2 separate regions of the Sus scrofa genome follow, and region 2 is linked to region 1. The links are chromatin contacts, called in public HiChIP or PLAC-seq maps. All regions are on one chromosome and are shown on one strand. The core of a region is the stretch at or near the end of the contact, and the rest is flanking DNA. Distances in the headings are between cores, read along the strand shown.

Evidence for each region. HiChIP or PLAC-seq counts read pairs in DNA pulled down with a chosen protein or histone mark.
Region 2: an H3K27ac HiChIP or PLAC-seq map of skeletal muscle shows a contact between it and region 1. The contact joins the promoter of C12H17orf105 here to the promoter of CD300LG in region 1. A contact is called at or near these places in 11 of 47 Hi-C or Micro-C datasets (embryonic fibroblasts, epiblast stem cells, fetal heart ventricle and 6 more) and 2 of 2 datasets of contacts at active chromatin or transcription factors (alveolar macrophages and skeletal muscle).

What each region holds. Positions count from the first base shown.
Region 1 is chr12:19,280,077-19,285,956 of Sscrofa11.1, reverse strand. CD300LG (CMRF35-like molecule 9) reads left to right here and starts at 1,552. Exons shown (of 7, transcript XM_021066907.1): 1 at 1,552-2,093; 2 at 3,506-3,832; 3 at 4,149-4,602; 4 at 5,466-5,578. The coding sequence starts at 1,787.
Region 2 is chr12:19,333,016-19,339,515 of Sscrofa11.1, reverse strand. C12H17orf105 reads left to right here and starts at 3,295. Exons shown (of 6, transcript XM_003131374.6): 1 at 3,295-4,841; 2 at 5,657-5,727; 3 at 5,992-6,110. The coding sequence starts at 4,718. DUSP3 (dual specificity protein phosphatase 3) reads right to left here and starts at 3,208. Exons shown (of 3, transcript XM_003131360.6): 1 at 2,991-3,208; 2 at 1-49. The coding sequence starts at 3,115.

The DNA of each region.
Region 1 (5,880 bases), core at 303-2,802:
CCTCGCTTAGTGGGTTAAGGATCCGGCATTGCCATGAGCTGTGGTGTAGGTCACAGACGCGGCTCGGATCCGGTGTTGCTGTGGCTGTGGTGTAGGCTGGCGGCTACAGCTCAGATTGGACCTCTAGCCTAGGAACCTCCATATGCCGCAGGTGTGGCCCTAAACAGACAAAAAGACAAAAAAATAAAAAAACACTTCGTTTACTCTCCCCACAGTGGCCATCATAAATAATGGGCCTTTTCACACTCTTCGTTTTTAAAAACCACAATATGATGCCTAAGCTGTAACAGAAGGGAAAAAAATCAAAGGGAAACAATTTTTAACCAAATAACACAGATTTCAAGTGTCAAGTTAGGATTCCAGAAAAATAACAAGATCAGGAAATTACCCTGTATAAGGACCCCCCCCAAAAGAGCAGAGATATGCTATTAAACACCAGAATAAATACATTTTAAGCTGTGTTGGTAAAACTGCAAAAACTGATTACCCTTTGTAGTCTGTGATCATAACAGAGTTTTCAGCTATGTGACCCCTGGCCCTGTCCATTAAATGCCAGCAGCACCCCCGTTTAATTTTAACAGTAAAATTAAAACATATCTACTACGTGGAGTTCCCTGGTGGCTCAGCAGGTTAAGGATCAGGCCTTGACGCTGGTGGCACGGATTCGATCCCTGGCTGGGGAACTTCCACATGCCATGGGCGCAGCCAAAAGAAAAAAAATCTTCCACATCATCAGAATCACACACACAGGCTCCCCTCCCAGAAGCACTGAGTTAATGCCTCAAATACCAGCCCGGCAAGTGGGTAAAAATTCCACCTGTTTATGTGGAGGTATATATGTCAAAATATTAACAGTGGTTTTCTAAGAAAGAAGGAGAATAACAGGAGACGTTCCCATTCTTTTTTTTTTCCCCCTGGTGCACAGCATGCGGAAGTTCCCTACTCAGGGGTCAAAGCCAAGCTATAGCAGTGACAACACCTGATCCCAACCCACTGAGCCACCAGAGAATTCCTTTTTTTTTTTTTAAGCATTTCTGCACTGTGTAAAATTTTGCTTACAACTTGTATAACCTTTGCAATAAGGAAAAAGACCCCACAGAGCTATTTTGGAAAACTATATGTCAGGACCCCTTCTAGAGTGCGTGGGTCTTTTTGTTTTTGTTTTTGTTTTTTTCTCTTACCCCTAAGGATTCAATTCTGTGACAAAAAACCTCTAATTCACTTTTTTAAACTCCCGGACAGCTCAGCGCTCCTGGGGAGAGCCGCCTTTTCGCGGGGCCTGCAGGGGGCTGCAGGTACCCCGCTCAGCTTCCTTCACCCCCGCTTGCACTGCCGCCGCGTGGCCGAGGGCGGTACTGCGCCCCCAGGGAGGCCGTGGGAAGGAGGGACCTATGTACCTTTGACCGTTTGGCAGTCTGGTGAAGCCTACGGATCACGTGTTAGCGTAATGATCTTTTAAACATATAACATGAAATACATATGCTTAAAAGACCAATAATAATATTGAAGTGGTTACCAAAATATTAATGGCTGTGTAATAATTATGTAATTTGTAACTGCGTAAAACCGTAGAGGCAAATCTAATAGCACACAATTTTCCAAGTAGTGAGGTGCGTGCACAGCAGTATTTCAAGCGATTGGTGACAACTTAAAGTGCTAATGTGTGATGTTCATTGGTGACAAAGTCACAGCGCTGCGAACACGACACTCATAAGGAAAAGATAAATATCACTTAAAGGTTAGTGAAAGTCAAGATGTTTCCCACCGAGATTCATGGACTCCCCGAATGGTGCGCACAGACCCTCCGGGGTGCGTGGCCAGGGGCATGGTTAAGACCCCCTGCAAGGGCACGGGTTGGGAGAAGTGCACGGAGGGAAAGGCAGAGGCGCCTTCCGGTCCGGCGCTGGGGCGCAGAGGGGTGACCCGCGCGGCCCCTCCCCTGCCTTCCTCTTCGGCATCCCCTCTGGAGGAAGTCGAAGCCCCGCGCAGCGCGGCGGTGGAGAGGAGCTCCCAGCTCCCAGTGTGCGCTCCCGCGCGGCCAGCGCTCACCATGCGGCCGCTCGTCCTGCTGTGGGCCTGCCTCGTGCTCCCAGGTGAGAGGGGGGCGCGGGTGGAGGGATGCGGGGACTCGTTCCCGCGCGTTGGGTCTGCAGGGACAAAACCTCCGGAACCTACATTTCCTTTCTTTCCCCCCTCCCCACCCCCAGCAGAGCCTTGAGGCTGTGACCCAACCCAACCACCTGATCCTTCCAGGCTTCACCCCACCCTACTTGCCCTCAGTCCTCAGAGGGAGCCTGCACTTGCTGTTTCTGGAACCCAGAGTCAGATCTTCCCCCAGACCTGTGGGGTCTAGACCCTTGGTGGCTGAGTGGCTGTGAAAGCAGCTTTATGTCGCTTTGGGTCTTCTTTTCTTGACTCTGTGCCAAGCCAGGATGCCCAAAAGACACCCTTTATATGGTTGCCACGTAAAACTCAGCAAAAATTTTTTGAACTTCTGCTATGCCACGTTCAACTACCCCGAAAGGTAAAAAGTTCTTCTGTCTCATCGATTCACAAGTCTGCTTTTTTTAAAAAAAAACCCTTTATCTTCAACATAAAAACAGGATGCAGGGAGTTCCCTTTGTGGCTCAGTGGTTAATGAACTGACTAGGATCCATGAGGATGCAGGTTTGACCCCTTGGCCTGGCTCAGTGGGGTGGGGAATCCAGCGCGGCAGTGAGCTGTGGTTTAGGCTGGCAGCTGTAGCTCCAATTCGCCCCCTAGCCTGGGAGTTTCCGTATGCCGCGAGTGCAGCCCTAAAAAGAAAAAACAAATGAGATGCAGTTGCTCAATTGACAGTGTTTGTTTCTTAATGTTATATAAAATTATAGTGGATCTTGCCTATAATAGCATCTTAATTCCATGAAATCAGACATGACCAGCATTTACAGGTGAGAAAATTCAGCAGCCCAGAGAGGTCAAGCAATTTCCCCAGGGTCACACAGTTTACTAAGTGGCTGTGCTGGGATTCACACTCCAGGCTGGCTGAATCAAGAGCTTCCCCATCACCAGCCTTCAATACACCAGGTTTAGGGAAACCTGTCCCAAGCTCTCTCTGGGGTAGAGTGGAGTACCAGCTCTTCCCAGGGCTGCCCTCACAAGGGGGTGATTGAGGAAAGCCTTCTGGTTTTGTGTCTTTTTTTTGTCTTTTTGCCTTTTTCTAGGGCTGCTCCCATGGCATATGGAGGTTCCCAGGCTAGGGATCTAATCAGAACTGTAGCCACTGGCCTTCGATGCCACAGCCACAGCAACACGGGATCCGAGCTATGTCTTTGACCTACACCACAGCTCACAGCAACGCTGGATCGTTAACCCACTGAGCAAGGGCAGGGATCGAACCCGCAACCTCATGGTTCCTTGTCGGATTCGTTAACCACTGCGCCATGATGGGAACTCCAGCCTTCTGGTCTTGACCCTGATACTTGAATCAGGGAATTCCACCCTTCACCCCCTGCCGTGGTTTCAGGTTACGGAACCCTGGTGGGCCCGAAGGAGATCAGTGGATTCGTAGGTGACACCGTGTCCCTGCAGTGCACCTACGGGGAGGCGCTGAAGACGCACAGGAAATACTGGTGCAGGAAGATCGGGTACCTCATCGCCCGCTGCTCAGGGACTGTTTTCTCAGGAGAATATGGCCAGGAAGGCAGGGTGTCCGTCCACGACAGCCCCTGGGAGCTCAGGTTCAAGGTGATCCTGAGGAACCTCACCCTGGAGGACGAGGGGCAATACTTCTGCGGGATCCAAAGGCTGGGCCTCGATGATAGTTTCTCGGTCTCTCTGCACGTCTTCCCAGGTAACAAACGTCCCTCATTCCTTGGGGTGCGTTCAGGGTCATGGGGGTGGGGGGAGTGCACCTCCCCACGATAGAGGGAGCAGGCTGCATTGCAAAAGGGGGAGCTGAGAGCCAGGCCCAGGTGGCCTGCTTGCTCAAAACGGCTTCGTTGTGGCCTCTGTTTGCTTCCTGGGCGGGGGGGGGGTCCTGTAGCAGGGGGTGTTCTGAGAAATTGGTCCTGGGGAGACTAGGGTTCAAGGGTCAAGTGTCAGAGGTCCGGGGATGCTGGGAATCCAGGAGCAGGGAAGGTGCTGAGGCGTTGCTTTTGGACTTGTAGCTTCTCCTGGTCTCCACCTGACCGTCAGCACCGCCAAGCTGGGGAAGACAGGGGCTGAGGCCTCTCCGTCCGCAGGGACCTTCCCGTCCGAGCACCCAGCAACCTCTCCACACGCAGGGGCCTCTGCATTTGCAAGGACCACTCCTCACCCAGCAACCTCTCCACACGCAGGGGCCTCTGCATTTGCAAGGACCACTCCTCACCCAGCAACCTCTCCACACGCAGGGGCCTCTGCATTTCCAAGGACCACTCCTCACCCAGCAACCTCTCCACACGCAGGGGCCTCTGCATTCGCAAGGACCACTCCTCACTCAGCAACCTCTCCACACGCAGGGACCACTCCTCACCCAGCAACCTCTCCTCCTGCAGGGATCTCCCGCCCAACCACACAGCTGGACTCCACCTCAGCAAAGGACACCAGCTTGGTCCGCAGAAGCAGCACTGCCAAGTCTGGGTGAGCTCCCAGGGGACCAAGGTCCCCTTTCAGGCCATCCCTCCCTAAACCATAAGGTACCTCTGAGCAAACAGTTCCTCTGGGCGCACACAGCCTCTTGTCATGAGCGCAGCCCCTGCACAGAGGGCAGATTCAGCCCCCACCCTAGCCCCTGCCTATAGGGGCCCTTGAGCAGTGAACCGCCTGTGCTACACGGGCCAGTAGCCCTGTTGCCTTGGACATGCAGAGCCACCGAGGTGCAGGCCGTGGCCCCAGTCTCTCAGCTCACTTCCGGCCCGGCTTCAGGGGTAGCCACCCCAGTTCAGCAGTTTTTGCTTGTCCACTTTGCCCTGGGCCTTATGCCAAGCATGAAAATGTGAAACCAGGAGTTCCCTGGTGGCTCAGTGGGTTAAGGACCCAGCCTTATCACTGCCGTGCCTGAGAACTCCCATCTGAGAGTGAGGCCCCCCCAAAAAGGAAACCAGCCTTGTCACTGCTGTGACCTGAGTCAGTTTCAGTCCCTTGCCTGGGAGCTTCTGCATGCTGCGGGTGTGGCCAAGAAAGTACAGAAAACGTGGAAGCAAACAATGTGACTTTTTCTTACCCAACTGGAGTCCCAGCCTGGGGGACCGGCTCTTGGTGGGGGAGGGGGTTATGTATAAACTACCGACGGCCAGGTAGCCGCTCACAGGGTCAGAACCAGCTGAAAGCATCTCCTGAGGCTGGAGATGGGACTAATGTCCCCTCCATTGAGACCAATCGGATGTTGTGGTCCCCAGTGCCCTCCGACCTCCCTGGGAGAGGCTGGGATTTAGAATAAGGATGCCCAGTGTGCCACCAACATCTACTGACAGCCTCGGGGGCTCCTTCCATGTCACCCACAGGACATCCATCCCCATGACCCGCATCTTGGCCCCCGTCCTGGTGCTGCTGGCCCTTCTGCTGGCCACAGGCCTGGCCGCCCTCGGCAGCTGGGTGCTGCAGCGGAGGAAGGAAGGTGAGCGTGTGGACGGGAGAGGGTGAGAAGCTCTCAGCCAGGGAGCCTCCCTGAGACCCACAGTCCCCCACCACCCCGGAGAGACCTCATGGGCCTTGGTGTGTGCATCTGAGAAATGGGCGTCAAGAACCCCGCCCCTCCCTTATGAGGGACCCACAGGGCGGTCCGCGTTAGGCACAGGCAGTTCAATGGGGGAGCAAGGGGATGCGTGCGCTCGCTTGCTCTGGTTATTCTGTCCAAGCTCATCAGCCTCTTCTCTCTCTATCCATCCCAGTGAAGCCATCTCCGCAGGTTCCTTGTAT
Region 2 (6,500 bases), core at 2,046-4,545, 52 kb before region 1:
ATGAGTGATGCCCAGTTTCTGCAGCTTGGGGATGTCCTGAGCCACAGACCTGGACAGGAGACAGCAGCGGGGGATGGTCAACAGACCACCTGGCAGCCTTCGGGGGAGGAAGCTGGAGAAGATCCTAAGCCTCTTGACCCCACAAGGAACCCTCCATGCTCTGGCCCTTGCCGGCTCCTCCAGCCCCAGCTTATGACCCTCTGCCCTCACTCTAGCCGGATCTAATGACATGCCCCAAATAGACTGGGTGCTTTCATGCCCACGCTGTTCCCTCTGCCTGGAATGCATTTCTCCACCTTCTTCTCGGACACGCACCCTCTCATTTTTCATCACCCTCGGCAGTATTTCCTGCTCTCCCCTCCACTCCATTTGGCATCAGGCTCCCTGCCCCGTGGAGGTGGCTAAAAATGGGCTCTGGAGCCAGACTGCCCGGATCTGACTCCAGCGCTGCCACACACCGTAAGCCAGGCAATTGCAAACAAGCCACATAACTTTTCCGTGCCTCAGTTCCCCCATCTGTAAAATGGGGATGATAACAGTACCTACTCCTGGGGCTGTTCAGAGGGTCAAATGAGCTGTTCTATAGACAGGGCCTGACGCGGAGGTCAGTGCCACTATCCTGAAGCTCGATTGTGCTTATTTGCTTAGCTGCCCAGGGTGTGAGCTCCTCGAGGGAGGAGCCACATCTGCTCCATGTCTCTATGTCCAGCAAATGCTATGGCACCTGTACACTCTAGGCGCTGAACGAACATGTGATGAGTCAGGGAAGAATGAAATCAGCACATCCCAGGCAGCCTCTTCCTTGAATTAGAAAGTGCAGCGGCCCCCTTCCGTCCCCCAGAGGGGTGCTTCCTGCCATAGCCACTTGCCACCTTTCTGCAGCTCTCTCGGATGAGTAAGCACTCGGGGAGCAAGTGGCCCCAACAGAACCATGGGGGTTACAAAACATTCGATCTGAATAGTCAAAGGCCTCCTTTATTTCATCTCACAACAACGTCCCAATTCAAACAGCGGTTTATACGTTACAAAACGCCTTCTCTTGCATGGTCTTGTTTGCCTGTCACAGCAGCCCGGTGAGGAAGGAAGGACAGAGCTTAAACTCTGGCCTGATGGGACAGCGGAAGGATATGTGTGTGTGTGTGCTGACACCGGCTGCTGTGCGGCAGGGCTGGGAGGAGCCCTCCTTCCTCCTGACACCAGCCCTGCTCCATCTTCTCCCTCACTCTGCCTCTCGTGCCCACATCAACTGCAAATCCCGAGAGCCAGAAAACGTGGCTCATCCAGGCTCATCTCCGCCCTGTGAGCTTTGATCAGGAGCCCTGCTTTTAAGGCACTCCCAACCCTGGGGTGCAGGGGTGATACTGGTACTCAGTCAATCCTTCTTGCTAAGCACCCCACACAAGGGTGGGTCAGATGTCAAGGTCAGATTTACTCAAGGGCAAAGGATGTGTTTTCTCCAGTGGCCATCAGCACCTGTCACCTGTGACTACCACCAGATAGTCACAACCTTGGTTTTCGATTGGGAAGTGGTGACAGCTGAAGGGGCCAAGATGCCTAAGAGAACAGGGATTCCCAGCGTGCCAAGGCCACTTGCTGCTTGAGTGGCTGGAGAGCGGCTTCTCCTCAGAACTTTGCAGGGTGCCTTTGGCTATCACAACCCTGCACTACACTATAAAGCAGTGGCTCCTTCAAAAAAACACTAATATATTGTGATAGAACATCAAGGAAGACAGTGTGAGAAAAAGAGTGTATACCTATCTATGTATGACTGGGTCACGTTGCTGTACAGCAGAAATGGACAGAACAATGTAAATCAACCATAATAAAAAAAATTTTTTAAACACTAAAACAACTTTGAAGAGTCCCTACCATGCAGCTCCCTTCTCTTACACTAAGCCAACAGCAACATTCAACAGCTTTATCATTAACACTAGTAACTCTACTGTGAATGAGCCTTGTTCAATGCCCAACACACAGGGAGGCTCAATATGGTAAATGATTAAATGGATAACACCGGCCTCGTGAAGCTGGAAACTGCCTTCCAGACCCCCTAGCTCCACGATGACCCCCATTTGTACGGCAGTCCTTGGAACTGGATTCTCAGAGTCTCAGGAAAATCCAACCCGTGCCCTCCCACGGCTGTACAGGCATGGTAATCTATTTTTGCCTTTTGGCTGGTATTTCAGCACCTCTCAGAACGGGCAACACTGGTTCCCTCCTGCCGCTCAGAAATTCTTACTGGTAGTTTGACTATGAGAAAATGAAAAAATCAATTTGGTAAGAACTCCTAAGGGATAAATAATAAATGCACTTCCTGATGGGGAGAAGGTCCGCAGCCTTTTCTAAGTGATGGTTCAGGTCCTTAGGGGGTTTATCATTGGATTGTTCTAGAACTTCAGGTACATCACACCCTATTTGGAAAGCTGGGGGAGAAGCGAGAAAACCAAGGCCCGGGTCCCTGGATCCCGAGTTTGGGATCTTTCAATTCCCGGCCCTGGGCCTGCCCGGCCAGGAAAGTTCCACGCCCGAAGTGTGACGTCAGCCCGTTGCCAAGGGAGCAAAGGCAGACATTCCGCGGTGACCTCACTGCAGAACCAGGCAGCTGTCACATGACACGCGGGGCCGGAGACCGGCCGGGTGACAGAGGGCCACCTGTTAAATGAAACTGGTAGCCCCGACCCCGCCCAGGGCCGTGCCCCTGGAGAGTGGGCTTCGGACTGGACATCGGGCTGGCCGAGCACCCCCGACCCCGGGCATCACGCGAAGGGAAGGACCGCGCTGGGCCGGGGCGGGGTCCGGCCCCTCGGCCCCAAGCGAGGCGGTGGGCGGCGACTTCAGCCCCCGCCCAGCCCCCGCCGCGGCTTCCGGAGGAGGGACCCCGCCCCGGCTCCCCCCACCCACGCCCGCCGACGCCCCCACCCCAGCCCTCTGGTGGGCGGGGCGCCCCGGGGAGGGGCTGGCGGGGCTGCGACCCGGGAGCGGCGACTCACGCGTTGCCCACGTAGATCCTGGGGGTGACCTCGTTGCAGGGCTGGCTTGGGAGGCTGTAACAGCCGCTGCCGTCCGAGAGCAGGTCGTTGAGATCCTGCACCGAGAGCTCCACCGGGCCCGACATGGCGGCGGCCGGGCCCTGCACGCCGGGGCAACCGCGAGCGAGGGGAGAGCGGCCGGGTCAGCTGGGCGGGGGCTCCGGAGCCGGGACCCGCCCCGTCCCGCCCCGGAGGCGGGCCCGCCGGGCGCGGAAAGCGGCGGAGCGCGGGCGGCCAGGCGCGTTCCGCTTCTGGGAGGTACGCGCGCCGCCAGGCGCCGGGCGGACGCGGGGGAAGACTCCGAGGCCTGCGTCCGCGGGCGGAGATGCTGCGGCTCTGGAGCTCCGGCCGGGGTTCGGGGAGGGGCGATGGTCTTCGTCCCACCTCCACCCCCCGCTAAGGCGCGGCAGTCCGGTACCGCCACTGGACGAAATGCGGGGCGCAATAAAAGTTCCTCTGGACCGCGGCACACCAAGTGTCCCTCGGTTTTTCAGGAATTCAGGGACACACGGGTTCCGTTTGGGAGCTCGGACTGCCGGCTGCAGACCAGCAGCTCTGGTATTACCCGGGAGCTGGCCAGGAAAGCAGAATCTGCACCCCAGCTCAGACCTGCTGAAGGAGAATAAGCATTTTACAAGCCTCCCTGGAAATCTCTGCGAAGGTTAACGTTTGAGAAGCCCAACTCTGGGGCACATTTCTTCCAACCTTCAATGAGAGTCGGCATCGTACTTAAAGCTTGGGCTCTGCAAGCAAGCATAGGTAGCCCTGGGGAATGATGTAACTTTTTTTTTTTGCTGAAAAAATGGGGTTTAGCCCCTAACTCCTAGGGTTGTTTGAAAGATTAAATGTAGCATTCCAGGAAACCCCCGGGCTCCACATAGTGAGCACTGGGGAGGTGTTCTCCCTGTTTTTATCAGCAATTGCATAGGACACTTACTAGGTGCTACGCCCAGTGCCGGTGTGGAGATGCATCCCGCTCCTTTGCAGCCCTTCCTGGAGCAGCTGCCAGCCCACTATGAGCCACACGATGTCAGCAACTCATCATTTACGAGATCCCACTACCAGCAAAAGCGACAGGTCTCTGACCTCCCCCAATGGCAGCTCACCCGAAGCCCAACGTCTCCAAAAAACATCCGTGGTCCTGAGAATTCAGGAAACCCACATCCTGAACTTGTTCTTCCACTAACTTGTTCTAGAGCAGCTTGGCTGTTGCTCTGGACTTTCGCCTCATCTGCAAAAGTGAAGACATGGAATCAAATCATCAAGTTCATCTTTCACCTCTGCAAACAGCTGTGGGCTCATACCTTCAGGGAAACCATTGCCGGGGAGATTACTTGGCTTAGAGTCCAAGCGTAACCAGGGCTAGATTTCTCCATCCCCCCACCCCCACCCCAGTGCCTTTCTGGCCTTCCCAGACACCATACCTCTTCCTGCTGCTATTGGTGGCACTGCATACCAGGCAAGTGGGAAACTTTCTAATGTCAGCCCTCATCTTGACTTGAACCTACATTAGCTTTCAAAAGAGAAGTCCAGGGACAGCCTGGCATGCTCCACTGCTCCTCCTTCTTCCCTGGAACCTGTCCCTGATGTCATAACTGAGTAACTATGACAACCGGTCATGGGGACAGCTAAGTACCTCACAGAGGAGCGTGGGTGCCTTATTTCTGAAGTGAGACTAGGAAGAGAAGATGAACAGTTCCCTGGATTATCTGGCCTACCCTGTAATCGTCTCTAATCATAGACAGACCACATCATTCAGGAAGAAACTGGACTTTGGCCACTATGTATTCCATAAGAATAGAATACAAATAGGTACGTGGGGCAATTTGAACTGGACACTGCAATTAGGGTTCTGGAAGGGCCCACTTTAGAGGTATTGCGGGTAAACCAGACCAGTTCATGGCTTTGCAATGATATGGCTTTATCTGCATGAGGGCATTAGCATCAGTGACAAAATTTATCTGCCACCAGGGGGTTTACTTGATGGAAATGCTCATGTAACTTTTTTTTGTCTTTTTGTCTTTTTGCCATTTCTTGGGCCGCACCCGCGGCATATGAAGGTTCCCAGGCTAGGGGTCGAATCGGAGCTGTAGCTGCTGGCCTACGCCAGAGCCACAGCAACGCGGGATCCAAGCCATGTCTGCGACCCACACCACAGCTCACGGCAACGCCAGATCCTTAACCCACTGAGCAAGGCCAGGGATCAAACCTGCAACCTCATGGTTCCTAGTCGGATTCATTATCCGCTGCGCCACATCGGGAACTTCTCATGTAACTTTTTAAAGCCAAAGTAAGCTTGACGGAGGATAGTACTTCAGCACCCCATAGCCAAACTAGTCATATTGGAAAGACTAGGGAGAAAGCCTCTTTCATTGGATTCAAAGGACATTTATCTCTTTAAATTGTATTTTTCCCTGCCCTCACCATTTCTTTGTTTCTGCTCCAAATGCTTCAGAAGATGTCAGTTTGGGAAATTAACCTGAACCAAAATTCCTGAACTAGATTAGTTCAGAATTCAAACGTAATGTTTTAATCAGGGTCACCATCTAGATAGAATGTGAGCAGGTTCTCCTAGGCTATAAGAAGGCACCTGTGACATAACACTGCTCTCTTTCCTCCCTCGCCAGTGAAGCCTACTGTTGATACCAAACCTCCAGTGGCGCACACACATCACATTTTAAAACTGAGCAAACTACAGGTATTTATTCTTGCCGTCTGCAGATGGACCTTATGGATTTTTATCCCTGTCCTAAAGAGCCTTCTAAATACTAACCTCACTAAAGACTGGCTCATCCTCCTCCCCATCCACCCCACCCTGGTTTCCTCGGCTCCCCTCCCACTCTTTACTGTGGCCCCCAATTTGCCCCTTCCCCAAATCCCAGGGGAGGGGGATGCTCAGCCCTCGCGCGACCGAGCGCAGAGGAGCCATGACGTCACCAGGGTGGGTGGGGTTTCTCGACAGGGTGAACAAAAGAGAATCGACAAAATCGAATACGAAAACAAGCAACTGTGTCAGAAAATCGCCGACGCCCACCGCGGCCCTGCCCAGGTGGATTGCTGGAACGAATATTTTTCCAAGAGGTAGTGTTCTTTCTTTTCGTTTCGTTTTCTGAAAGTCAAAATTGACGTCCCTCTTGGTGGGTTTCAGTGCGGGAGGAAGCCTCATGAGAGTTATCTTGAGGGATAAGCAGAGACCCCGTCAAGGGGAGAGAAAACCACCCCAAACAGGGACCTTTCTGGAACGTTGAAAAGCTTTTATTCCCTCTAAGAGACTCTTCAGAGTCCTACTGAGAGTTTGTCACAAGAAAGCACTCTATCCTTTTGTAAAATGGGGACCATAGCTGGGACTCTAACGCAGCATTCTGAAAATTGTTTCCACAAATATTTCTTTTTTTTTTTTTTTTTTTTGTCTTTTTGCTATTTCTTGGGGCGCTTCCGCGGCATATGGAGGTTCCCAGACTAGGGGTCCAA